2 separate regions of the Macaca mulatta genome follow, and region 2 is linked to region 1. The links are chromatin contacts, called in public Hi-C maps. All regions are on one chromosome and are shown on one strand. The core of a region is the stretch at or near the end of the contact, and the rest is flanking DNA. Distances in the headings are between cores, read along the strand shown.

Evidence for each region. A called contact is a pair of places that touch in the nucleus more often than the background predicts.
Region 2: a contact with region 1 is called in a Hi-C map of CD4 T cells, with 6 times the contacts expected there. The contact joins two enhancer-like sites. A contact is called at or near these places in 7 of 14 Hi-C or Micro-C datasets (CD4 T cells, blood, cortical neurons and 4 more).

The regions. Positions count from the first base shown.
Region 1 is chr1:129,414,659-129,420,501 of T2T-MMU8v2.0, forward strand. No RefSeq gene overlaps it. Among named protein-coding and RNA genes, the nearest start is that of CD53, 88 kb to the left of the region's middle. Within about 2 kb of position 2,228, at least 2 of the 40 cell types and tissues checked have an H3K27ac peak or open chromatin away from gene starts, as enhancers often do. A contact at or near this core is called in CD4 T cells, where this site is marked.
Region 2 is chr1:129,569,417-129,575,259 of T2T-MMU8v2.0, forward strand. No RefSeq gene overlaps it. Among named protein-coding and RNA genes, the nearest start is that of KCNA2, 14 kb to the right of the region's middle. Within about 2 kb of position 2,890, at least 14 of the 40 cell types and tissues checked have an H3K27ac peak or open chromatin away from gene starts, as enhancers often do. A contact at or near this core is called in CD4 T cells, where this site is marked.

The DNA of each region.
Region 1 (5,843 bases), core at 978-3,477:
TCATGGCTGTGCTCTTAGATACTCCAGCTTCTGTGGCAAGACTATGCTCCTGAGAAGCAAGGCTTTTAGTCTCCATCCCAAAAGCTGGAGGTATTTGTAAATCAGTTTTGTGAGCACCAGAAATTACCCAAGAAAAGGAAAACCACATCCATATTATAGGACTAGATAGTGTGCAAGGAGATTTCCTGTGCCCTTTAATATGCCAGACTAGCCTCAGATAAGATTATCTTTATTGATAGATTAGGAAATTGAGGCCCCAGGAGGGACTGACTCAGGGTTTCAGAGACAAGAAGTAACAAAACTGTGACTAGAAATCAGGCAGCTTCAGTTCCTGGCCTTCAAGCCAGGGAGAATATTGCTCCTTCACTTTCCCTCCACCTCCTGCCTACCTCTCCAGATGACAGTGTCTACATTGTGCCTGCTGAAGACGCAGGAAGTCACAAAGCAGACAGCTCTGCAAGGGCCTGCCCTCTGTGGACTTGGGGAAGAACACTGTGTACTCTTCCCCTCTCCATCTCAGCAATGCATCGATCCCAGACTTGGAAAAATCAATGTTGGCGAGGGCAGGAGAAAGATATGCTCAGATACATTTGTCATTTGAGGTACCTTCAGACGTACTCACCCAGCAGCAGCCTTTCAGCCTCTGTTCCCCATCAAAGCCATGTACCCAAACCAGAGCCACTGCTATAAGCAGGGCTGAAAGTGGAAATTGGAATGGTAGAATGCCAGGGTCAGAGGGATCTTTGAGGACCCCATCCAACTCCCCACTGCACAGCTGAGGAGTCTGAGGCCAAGAGGTAAGTAACCTGCTCAAGATTACACAGCTGGGTGGTGACACGGCCAGAACATAAATTCAGGTCATGGGATGCCATTCCCATGCCCTCAACTCTGGCTCACATTATGCAAGTATAACTCAGTGCCAGGAGGACTCTTTTCTTTCTGCTACACCATCGTGCCCAGCACACCTCTCTCAGAGTTCAGTGCTTTCAGGGAAGAAGTGAAGAACGGTGGTTTAGAACACAGGCTTAGGGTCAGGTGCATCTGAAAGTGTGAACTGTTCTTACAAGAAAATTACTTGTCTGTTTGCAGTTTATCTGTAAAACATCATGCCATGTGCCAAGGACTGTTTTAGTTACATGTATTAACACCTAAAATCATTAAAACTCATGCCACTGGTGCTACTGCCTATAGTTACTTTTGGCACAGAGAGATTCAGAAACTTGCCTAAGGTCACACATTCAGGAAGGGGCAGCAGTGGGCAGTGAACCCAGGTGATGCAGCTCTAGAGCCTGTGCTTTAACTACTGTGCTGTTATATGGCACACCAAGATCCCTGCACTCCTACTTACCCAATCTGGCAAACACAAGTGCCTGCCTGCAGATGACAACACACTCAGATCATCATGTCTACTCAGCTGCTTGCCAGACAGTTGGTCAGGGTCTCCCATCGCTGGTCAGTGGGTAGAGAGAAAGGGAAAGCCATGAGTCAACTTGGCTTCTGTAAGGTGCCACAGACTGTGTTGGTGTATTCCTGCATAAATGTAAATTTACAACACATCCTTTTATCACAGTCTGGTTTGCTTTAGGCTGCCTTATTTCTGAAGCTGAAGGACACAGTGGCATTTGGACACATCCAGGAAAGGCCTGGCAAATGGTGACTGCTTTTGACCCCAAAGAATCCCACAGTAATTTGGCTCCACAGTGGAGAGTGTCCCGGGCTGGGTACTCTAAAACGTCCCTCCACCCAGCATATTAATTATTCATAATGTCCTTAAATATTCTTCTGTGATGAAATGTTAAGTGACACATTAAATATTCATCATGATGCATCTAACACAGGGCCAAGGGTAGAATTAAGCAGAACAAATGTGATTTCTGATTTTATCTCTTTAATTCTAGGCACTGAACACCCCCAGGCAGCTAGGACTCCCATTCTATTCTGAAAGAAAGCCAAGAAAGTAGATTCCACAACATCCCTTTGTGTGCTGCCAAACTGTCTTTAAAACCTTGGCAAGAAGTCCTTTCCTTTCCTTTTCTTTATTTTGTTTTAACTTTTAAAAATTAAAGTATAATTTATATGCATATATGTATGCACCCACACAACCAACACCTAGATCAAGATATAGAACATTTCTAGCAGCCCAGAAGTTTCCCTCTTGCTTATTCTCAGTCAATACCCGCCTCCCTGTGTGTGTGTGTGTGCACGCGCGCACACACACACACACACACACATCACTATTTGACAGGAAGTTGTTTTTAAATCTAACTTAGATCCTTCCTTGTGATTGCTCTTCACTTCCTATCATTTTAACTTTGAAGGCAAAGGCCAGGTAGGCCATTGATTTGAAACTTACTACACTGGAAGGATGGAGAATATGAGGCTTTTGGAGGAGTCCACGGAGAGATGATGATGGCTTGGTCTGGAACAACTGGGGTGGAGATAGAAAGGAGAGACTTGTAGGGGGTGTATTTGAGAGGCAGAGGTGACCAGATTCGAAATGTGACATGAAGGAAAGAATGGAATCAGGCATGACCTGTAGGTTTTGCCTTGAATGTCTTGATGCAGGGGTTACCATTTGTTGGGAAATGGAAGATGGTGGAGGAGCGGGTTTAGGGGCAGGGTGAGATCAAGAGTTATGTTTGGACTTGTGGACTTGAAATAACTGTTAGGCATCCAAGTGTAGAGTCCAAGTCATCCAGAGATCAAGGAGACAGCAGGCCTGGAGAGAGATATACATTTGGGAATCATCTGCGTATAGATGGGTTTTAATGCCTAGACATGGCATGGAATCACCCAGGACATACAGAGCAGAGAACAAGATCCAAGACGGTCCTGTGCAGACCCACTGCTGAAGGAGTCTGCCTCAGTCCTCAAGCCAAAGGGGCGGTTTCACAGTCAAAATAGGGGCATGTGCCCAGGGTAAGAATTGAAGCCATGCTTTCAACATTTTAAAAGTCTTGTTTTGTTAATTAAAAACAATCAGACAGACATGTGGATATTTCACTCTAGCTGGAGTCAGCTACCTGTATAATTTTTAAATATCTGTACATGCATCTCCACTTTTCTTCTGTTTTTGTTCAAATATTTTGGTGTTTACAACTAGGCTCACTCTCTCATCTCAACATGAATTATGGCAGGTGCTTGAGAAGTTTCTGGAGGAGATGTCCAACACAGAAATGAGTTTCATTTTTATAGAATTGGTAGAAACATAAGACACAGGAAAATTGTGCTGTTCACAGAATTTGATTGGAATGGCTATGTGATCAAGGGCAATTCACTTAACTCTCTAAGTCATCGTGGCCCAATAGAGCTTTCTGAAAATGTTCTAGATCTGCACTGTCCAATGTGGCAGCCAGTAGTCATGAGTCTATTGATAACTTGAAATGTGACTGTGACTCAGAAACTAACTTTATTTATTTATTTATTTATTTATTTTGAGATGGAGTCCTGCTCTGTCACCAAGGCTGGAGTGCAATGGTGCGATCTTGGCTTACTGCAACCTCTGCCTCCCAGGTTCAAGCAATTCTCCTACCTCAGCCTCCCTAGTAGCTTGGATAACAGGCACCTGCCACCATTGCCGGCTAATTTTTGTATTTTTTGGTAGAGACATGGTTTCACCATGTTGGTCAGGCTGGTCTCGAACTCCCGACCTCAGGTGATCCACCCACCTCGGTCTCCCCAAGTGCTGGGATTACAGGCATGAGCCACCGCTCCTGGCCACTTTTTAATTTTAATTAAATCAAATTTAAATAGCCACATGTGGCCAGTGGCTATTGTATCGAATAGAGCAATTCTAGGTCTTTATGCTCAACTGTAAAATAAAGTGTTTATGCTAGAATCAATCTCTAAGCTTCCTGACATAGTTCCCAGTGCAGTGGCACATATTGGGCACTCAATAAATACTTGTTGATTAGATGTTTGTAGAATGAAAGCCAAATGAATAAAGATATGAACAAATGATTAATGTATTGTCAGGGAATATCATAAATAAAATTAATTTAGGATAACATCTTGGAAAACCTAGAGTTTTGGAGGCTGAAAAGAAACTCTGGCGCTGGCCACAAGTGGGTGGGAACTCTTGGCAGTCATTTATGTGGGAACAGAACCAGGTAGAATCCAGATCACACTTGCCTTTCCACTTCCTCTATACTTGGAAAAGCAGCTTCCTCTTTGGGAGTATTTTCATAACCCAAGTCTCCCAGTGAGAAGGACTCTCAGTGCTAGAACTACAGGCTGGGAAGAATGTCAGGAAAGAGGGAACAATTGTTAGGAAGCCACAGTGACAGCTGCCAACACTTGCATTCCTATGTGCAGGAAAGACTTCCTTCAGACACAGCTCAAAATAGCCACTGCCCCCAAATTTGCTGGTTAAAATAAGTGGGTAAGTCACAACCACCCATCTTGGCTTTGACTGTCTCTTCATTTCTGTTCTGAGGAGTCTCTCCGTTGTCAACATGGATTATAGCAAGTGCTTGAAAAGTTTCCAGAGGGGTTGGCCAACACAGGAGGCATGGTCCCTGTAGCTAGAAGACCCAGCTGAAAAATTTGCCTTCGATGGAAACATGAACATGACAGGCGGAGAGCAAGGGCATCGTGTATTGGTCTCTGCCTCCTCCATGAAGGAGCACTGCATCTCCACCACACACAGTTCTGCTCAGAACCAAAGCTGGCAATCTTAGCTAGGGTTCTCTCCCTCTCTCTCTCTCTCTCTATCTCTCTCTATCTCTCTCTCTCTCTCTCTCTCTGTCTCCTCTCTCTTCTCTCTTTCCTCTCTCTCTGTCTTCTCTCTCCTCTCTCTCTTCCTCTAATCTGTGAACTTTTGGCTTTTGTTTTCTGGGGGGTGATTCTTTATTGTGGTAAAATGTACATTGCAAAATTTACCATTTTGATCATTTTTAAAGGTACAATTCCATGGCATTACCTACATTTACAATGTTGTACAACCATCACCACTATCCATCTCCAGAACTTTTTCATGGTTCCAAACTGAAACTCTGTACACATGAAACACTAACTCACCACTGCCTACTGCCCCAGCCCCTGGTAACCACCATTCTATTTTCTGTCTCTGTAAATTTCATTACTCTAGGTACCTCATATAAAAGGAATCATAAAATACTTGTCTTTTTATGACTGGCTTATTTCACCTAGCATAATGTCTCTAAGCGTCAACCATGTTGTAGCATACGTCAGAATTTTCTTCATTTTAAGGCTGAATAATATATTCTATTGTATGTATATGCCACATTTTGCTTATCCACATTTGGCTTGCTTCCACTTTTTAGCTATTGTGAATAATGCTGCGGTGAACATGGGTGTACAAGTATCTGTTTGAGTTCCTGCTTTTAATTCTTTGGGGTATAGGCATAGAAGTGAAATTGCTGGATCATATGGTAATTCTATGTTTAGCCATTTGAGGAAATGCTTTTATTTTTAAAGCCATTCCTAAATTCATTTTTTATCCTTTAGTTCTTGAATTTTATTTCTAATTCTCCACTCCTCTCTGTGTGTATGTTTTCAGCATTTCATATCCTAGGTCTTACCTTTTCATCTAAAAGCTCAATTTCTTATTTCTTTTTACTTTTTAAAGCAACTAATGGGTACAAAGCTTAATACCTGGGTCATGAAATAATCTGTACAACAAACCCCCATGACACAAGCTTCCCTCTGTAACAAACCTGCACTTGTACCCCTGAACTTAAAATAGAAGTTAAAAAAAAAAAACTGTAGCTGCTAGTCTTTTATGTTAAAACTCATCTGTTACCTAATCTCACATGTGTTTCTTCAATCTATAAGCTTTTTGCTTCATTTTTAACCATCTCCAACTAGTCCTTTTTATTTCA
Region 2 (5,843 bases), core at 1,640-4,139, 160 kb after region 1:
TCTTGATAATATTCTGACCTTGGAATGCAGTCTATTTTTCCAATTATTTAGGTCTTTCATTTTTACCATTAATGTTTCATAATTTTCAGTGTATAGGTCTTTCACATCCTTTTTCAGATTTGTCCCTAAGTATTTTATATTTTAATGCTATTGTAAATGGGGTTTTTAAATCTCAATTTATAATTGTTTGTTGTTAGTATTTAGAAATATGATTGATTTTTGTACATTGATCTTGTATTCTGATATCTCTCTAAACTCACTTATGAATTCTAGTAGCTTTTCTGGTAGATTCCATTGGATTTTCTACATAAATAACCATGCCACCTGTGAATAAAGACAATTTTGCTTCTTACTTTCCAATCTAGAAGCTGTTTATTTCTTTTCCTTACCTTATTGTACTAGGTTCATGCTCCAATAGAATCTTAAATAGAAATGGTGAAAGCAGAAATCCTTGTCTTCTTGATGTTAGAAGGAAAGCATTTCGTCTTTCATCATTAAGTATAATGTTAGCTACAGGTTTTTCATAGATGCATTTTATGAGGTGAAAAACAACTCCCTTTTTTCTTAGTTTGCTGAAAGATGTTATCACAAGTGAATATTGAATATTGTCAAACATTTTTCTCTATTAAGATGATCATGTGGTTTTGCTTTTTTATATTTTTCATATGGTGAATTACATTGATTTCTTGAAGTCAAACCAACCTTGTATTCTATGATAAACCCCATTTGGTCATGAAGTATTATTCTTTTCTTGTTATTTTGTATTTGATTTGATACGTTTTTATTCCATTTGTACATCTATGTTCATGAAGCATATTGTCCTATAGTTTTCTTTACTGGTGATGTTTTTGTCTGGTTTTGGTATCAGTGTAATGCTGGTCTCACATAATGGATTGACAAGTATTATCTTTTCTATTTTCTAAAAGAATTTGTGTAGAATTATTTCTTCCTTAAACATTTGGTAGCATTAGTCAGTTTAGCCATCTGAACCTGGAATTTTTGTTCTTAACTAAGAAAATTAGTTAAAACTAAGCACGCTTTAAACTACATATTTATTTTTTAAATAACTATGGGGTACTGGGTTATTTGTTTCCTTTGTCTGAGCTTTGGTAGTTTATGTCTCTCACAGAATTTCTCCATTTCAACCAAGTTGTCCAATTTATTAGCATAAAGTTGTTTAGAATTTCCCTTATTGTCCTTTTAAGGTCTGTAGAATTAATAGTAATGTCATCTCTCTCATTTCTGGTGTTGGTTATTTCTCTTTTTTCTGGTTAGACTGGCTAGACACTTATCTATTTTATTAATCTTCTCAAAGTACCAGTTTTGATTTCATTGATTTTATCTATTGTTCTCTGTTTTATCAATTTCCATTCTAATCTTTATTATTTCCTTCCTTTTGCTCATTTTCGGTTTCATTTGCTCTCCTTTTTCTAGTTTCTTAAGTTGGAAAAGAGGTCATTGATGTAAGATCTTCTTTTCGAATATAAGCATATAATTTTATCTTCACTCTGCCATGGCTAGAAATCCTACCCCTTGTTGTTGCTTTTCAATAAAGTTATAATCAGGCTGTATATACAATGTTATGTATTTTATTGGGCTAAGGCATTATGCCATGTGAAAGCTATGGTTAAAATTAGCATACTAATCCATTTTTTATCGACACCATTAAAAAAATAGCTAATGAACCCCTACCCAACCAGAAAACAAGAAGTGGGACTCTGCAGGACAGAGCAAGTCTGACACCAAAGCCGGTATCCGCACCCAGGAATCCCCAGAGATTGGTTGTCCAAGAGGGTCATATGGAGGCGCTTCCATTATTTTAGAATTTCAAGAAGCCTGAGAGAAAGTCACACTGTTACATGTGACAAGCCTGCCCAGGCAAAACAGAATGTCAAGAGACTCTACTTGGGGCTGAATTCTCACACTTTAGTGAGAGTGAGGCAGTCCACAGCCTCTCGCTCCAGCCAGAAGCTATGTTGGTTGTTACAAATGTTCAGGTTGTTAACGGTGGGTAGACGCACTCACTCATCATTACATAATAAGAGCAGTTTGTTTTGCAGGCAAGATGATCCAACATGCGGGGCCCCTGGCGGTGTGTGGGGAGGATATTTTAAAAGGAGCTTTCAGTGAGAATGAACAAAAATCAGGAGCTATGTGGAAGACAGAAGCACATAGGAGACTGACTTTACCCATGTCAAATGCTACCTTGACCCGGTCCTGGCACTCATTCCACCCTGCATCCTCACCTCAGACCATCCGTTGGTTAGGCCAACAGCTCACCATTGATTCATGCCCTGCATAGACCAACAGCTCACTGTTCACACCCTACCCTGCCCTGCCCAGCCCTGCCCAGCCCTGCCCTCTGGCCTTCTGCCAAGTCAGGTTCTTAGCAGCACACCCTTCACCTCTGAGAAGGCGCAATGGGAAAAACAGGTGAGACGATGGGCAGTCATGCCTGGGAGACAGAGTTTGCTTGCTATGGTGGGCAGATATTCCCACCAATCACAGTAGACCACAAAACAACAGGAGGACCTGGGCTGTGGATGGGGCGGTGATCAGTGAGTTCCTGGGACCTGTGTTTGCTGGGTGCGCCCAAGAACAGTGAGGTGATCTCTAAGACGCTGTCCACACTGAGAGCCTCCAAGGCTAACCTGCCTGACAGGGTTCACACAGAGCGAAAGCAGAAGAGAGAGTCTGGAAGGAGAGACCGGGATGTGTGAGGACAGGGCTATGTTAGGGATATCCAATTTGGTCTGGGGGCTGAGAAGTCTAATAGGAGCCTCCTTGCCCTGCATACCCACCAAATCGCAATCTCTCTCTCTCTCTCTCTCTCTCTCTCACTAACCTGCTCTCAGGAAGCTCACACAATCGCAGTTCACAGCACCATTTGCTACAGGGCACTTGAACAGGGAAAGGTGGTCTCCTAGGACATGAAGTCGGCTTGGAGAGACTGGGAGCTGTCCAGGGGAGGGCTGAGGGGTTTGTTAGGCAGAGGGTGTAGGTTACTTTACCTCACTAAAGCTTCTGTTTCTGGGTTCTGTATTTTTAGAATGCGGAAGGGGAAGTGTTGTCAGACATGTGACCTCAGGTGACTGAAGGTGCTGGGGTTTAAGGCCTTAACAAATAGGTGGCGAAAAAAAATCATACCCTCAAAATCTCCCCTGACCTTTTATTTAAGAGCCCTTAGGACCTGGGATGGGGGATGCGCAGGGAGCCAGGCGCGGCTGGTTCAGAAGCCCTGCCAGTGGCTGTCCAGTCCCGGTCTCTCCCTGCTGCGTAGGCGTTGACGGCTGCAGCCCTCCCAGATTGCAGCAGCGCCGCCCGAACCGCAGTGTGCAGATGCCGCTGCATGCGGCGCCCTCTGGCGTCCAGTGGCAGCTCGTGCGTCTGTCCTTTCTGCAGAGCTGATCTCCACCTTCTCTGTGTAGGTGGGGCCTCCTTTACAAAGAACCAGCCATGCCTTTGGGAGTGGAAGCAGATTTCATAGCCGAGACAGGAGAGCTTGCAAGAACCTCCCATGTGCCAGGCACAAGGTTAAAACAGGTATTATCATACATGCATCCATTCGTTTTCCCAATGTATTCCAGGCATCTCCTGGGAAGTAATGTGTAAGCAGAGGCCCCATAAAGGAAGGGAGCAAGTCATGAGCATGTTTGGGGGTAGTCTCCCAGAGTGGGGACAGCCAGGCCACAGGGATGCATTCTCTGGGTGTGGAGACCAGCAAGGAGGCAGCTGCAGAGGGTGGTTGGAAATGAAGTCAGAAAGATGTCCAGGGGACAGATAGTACAGAGCCTTCTGGGCCATAGGACTTCAGGTTTAGTTCTGAGAGCAGTGAACAACCATTGGACTTTGAACAAAGACATAAAACTCGATTCATGTTGTTTTTAAAATTACTCTGGCTTCTGCGAGGGCGTGAATAGGAACAGGAAGACCTGTGAAGAGACCAAGTGAGAGGAGAGTGTCTGGGGCCAGTTTGCTTCGCCTGCCAGAGGAGATAAGACATCTAGTTCAGAAGATGGTCTGAAAGCAGAGGCCATAGGAATCCCTGCTGGATTAACCAAAGGCTGTGTCCCGGGGTTTGGGCCTGAGCAACTGGATGAGGGAGAAGCGGTGCTACCCAGACGGATGGGGGTTCAGGTATGGGGGCATGGGAAGGAAGCAAGAGTTTAGTTTGGGATATGCCATGTTTGAGCTGCCAATTAGACTCCAAGTCATGATGTTCAGTGCACCTGAGCAGGGCTCTCTACCCTCTCCATCCTCTCCTTATGTTCTTTTCATGGCTCTTCTGGGTCTTTTTGTCATCTGAGGGCCACCCAGGCCTCCCCATCCTACCTCCGAAAGGAAAGGAAACCCACACAGAGCAGCAAGTCCACAGGGAAAGAATGGAGGAAAGGCACTCATATTCCAGAGCCACATCCCAACTGGATGGCAAGGTCAGAGGCAGTCAGGGTTCTAGGCTCCACTCTCCAGAGGGAAATTAAAAGAGGACAAAATGCCTTTTCTCACACACTGACAGGTCACTCACATCTCAGCCAGGAGTGTGGTGGAGTGATCATAGCTCACTGTAACCTCGAACTCCTGGACTCAAGTGATCCTCCCACCTCAGGCTCCCACGTAACTAGGACTACAGGTGGGTGCCATCCTGCTCAGACAATTTTTTAAATTATTTTTTGTAGAGGCAAGGTCTCACTGTGTTGTACAAGCTGGTTTCAAACTCCTGGCCTCAAGCAGTCCTCCCGCTTTGGCCTCCCCAGATGCTGGGATTACAGGCATGAGCCACTGCACCCGGCCCCTCCCTGCTCTTCTCACTCCATCTCATCCTGGGGGATCTCATTCTCGCCCTTGGCTTCAACGACCCCTCCATGATGATGACTCTCAACTCTCCATTCCCTACCCTCAACCTCTCTCCTGAGCATCAGGCCAGCATTGCCATCTGCCCTGTTGACAAGGAACAGGCCCATCAGAGCAGCCCCACAAACCCCCATGTATGCCAGAACTGCCCACCATGTGAGCTCCATCCCTCGACACATGCATGAGTGCACACACACAGGTGCACATGCACTGCACACACCACCCCTCTGAAGCCCTGCGAAGGCCTTCCACAGTCTCTCTCCCTGTCCCATCTCACTGATCACTGAATCCTACACCCCTATAGTGTTTCCCTTTTGGTGCTTTTCTCTTCACCACTGCCTTCATCCCTTCTACCATTCACCCATTGAACAAATGGCCTGAGTCCAGACCCTTGACATCTCTGAGGTGAAGCAACCTCCTCCTTACCCATTTCCTGCTTCTGTTCTCAGATCCATCCTTTCCACTACACTCTACATTTCCCAAGTTATCTTTCTGAAACATAGCTTGGATCGTATCTCTCCCTCTCAGAACTCTCAATGGCTCTCTGTCACCTACAGGACAACCCGAACTCCTCAGCATGACTTCAAGGCCTTTCTCAGCCTTCCCCCATCGACCTCTCATCTCACCACGTCCTCCCACACTGCTTGCTCCTGGCGCTCCATCTGGTGCAGAATCCCTGGCACAGATGAGGCTGCTTCTCTGGTCTGTCCCTGTTGTGCCTTTTTCGTGAATCCACTCACCAATTTGGTATTTATGTATTAAGCACCCAGAGTGCTCCAGGCACTGGGGGTACAGGAGAGAACAAAATCCTCAAAATCCCTCCTCACACAGTGTGAGACAGGCTGTTCCAGAGAGCCCTTCTCCAGGGAGTGAATGAATGAACCAGGTGGCGAGGCATGCAGATTGCGCATGCAGAATGCCCAAACCTCACCTCAACACCTCTTTCGGGGTCTTTGGACATTCTGCTCCTCCATAAAGACATCTCTCAATGT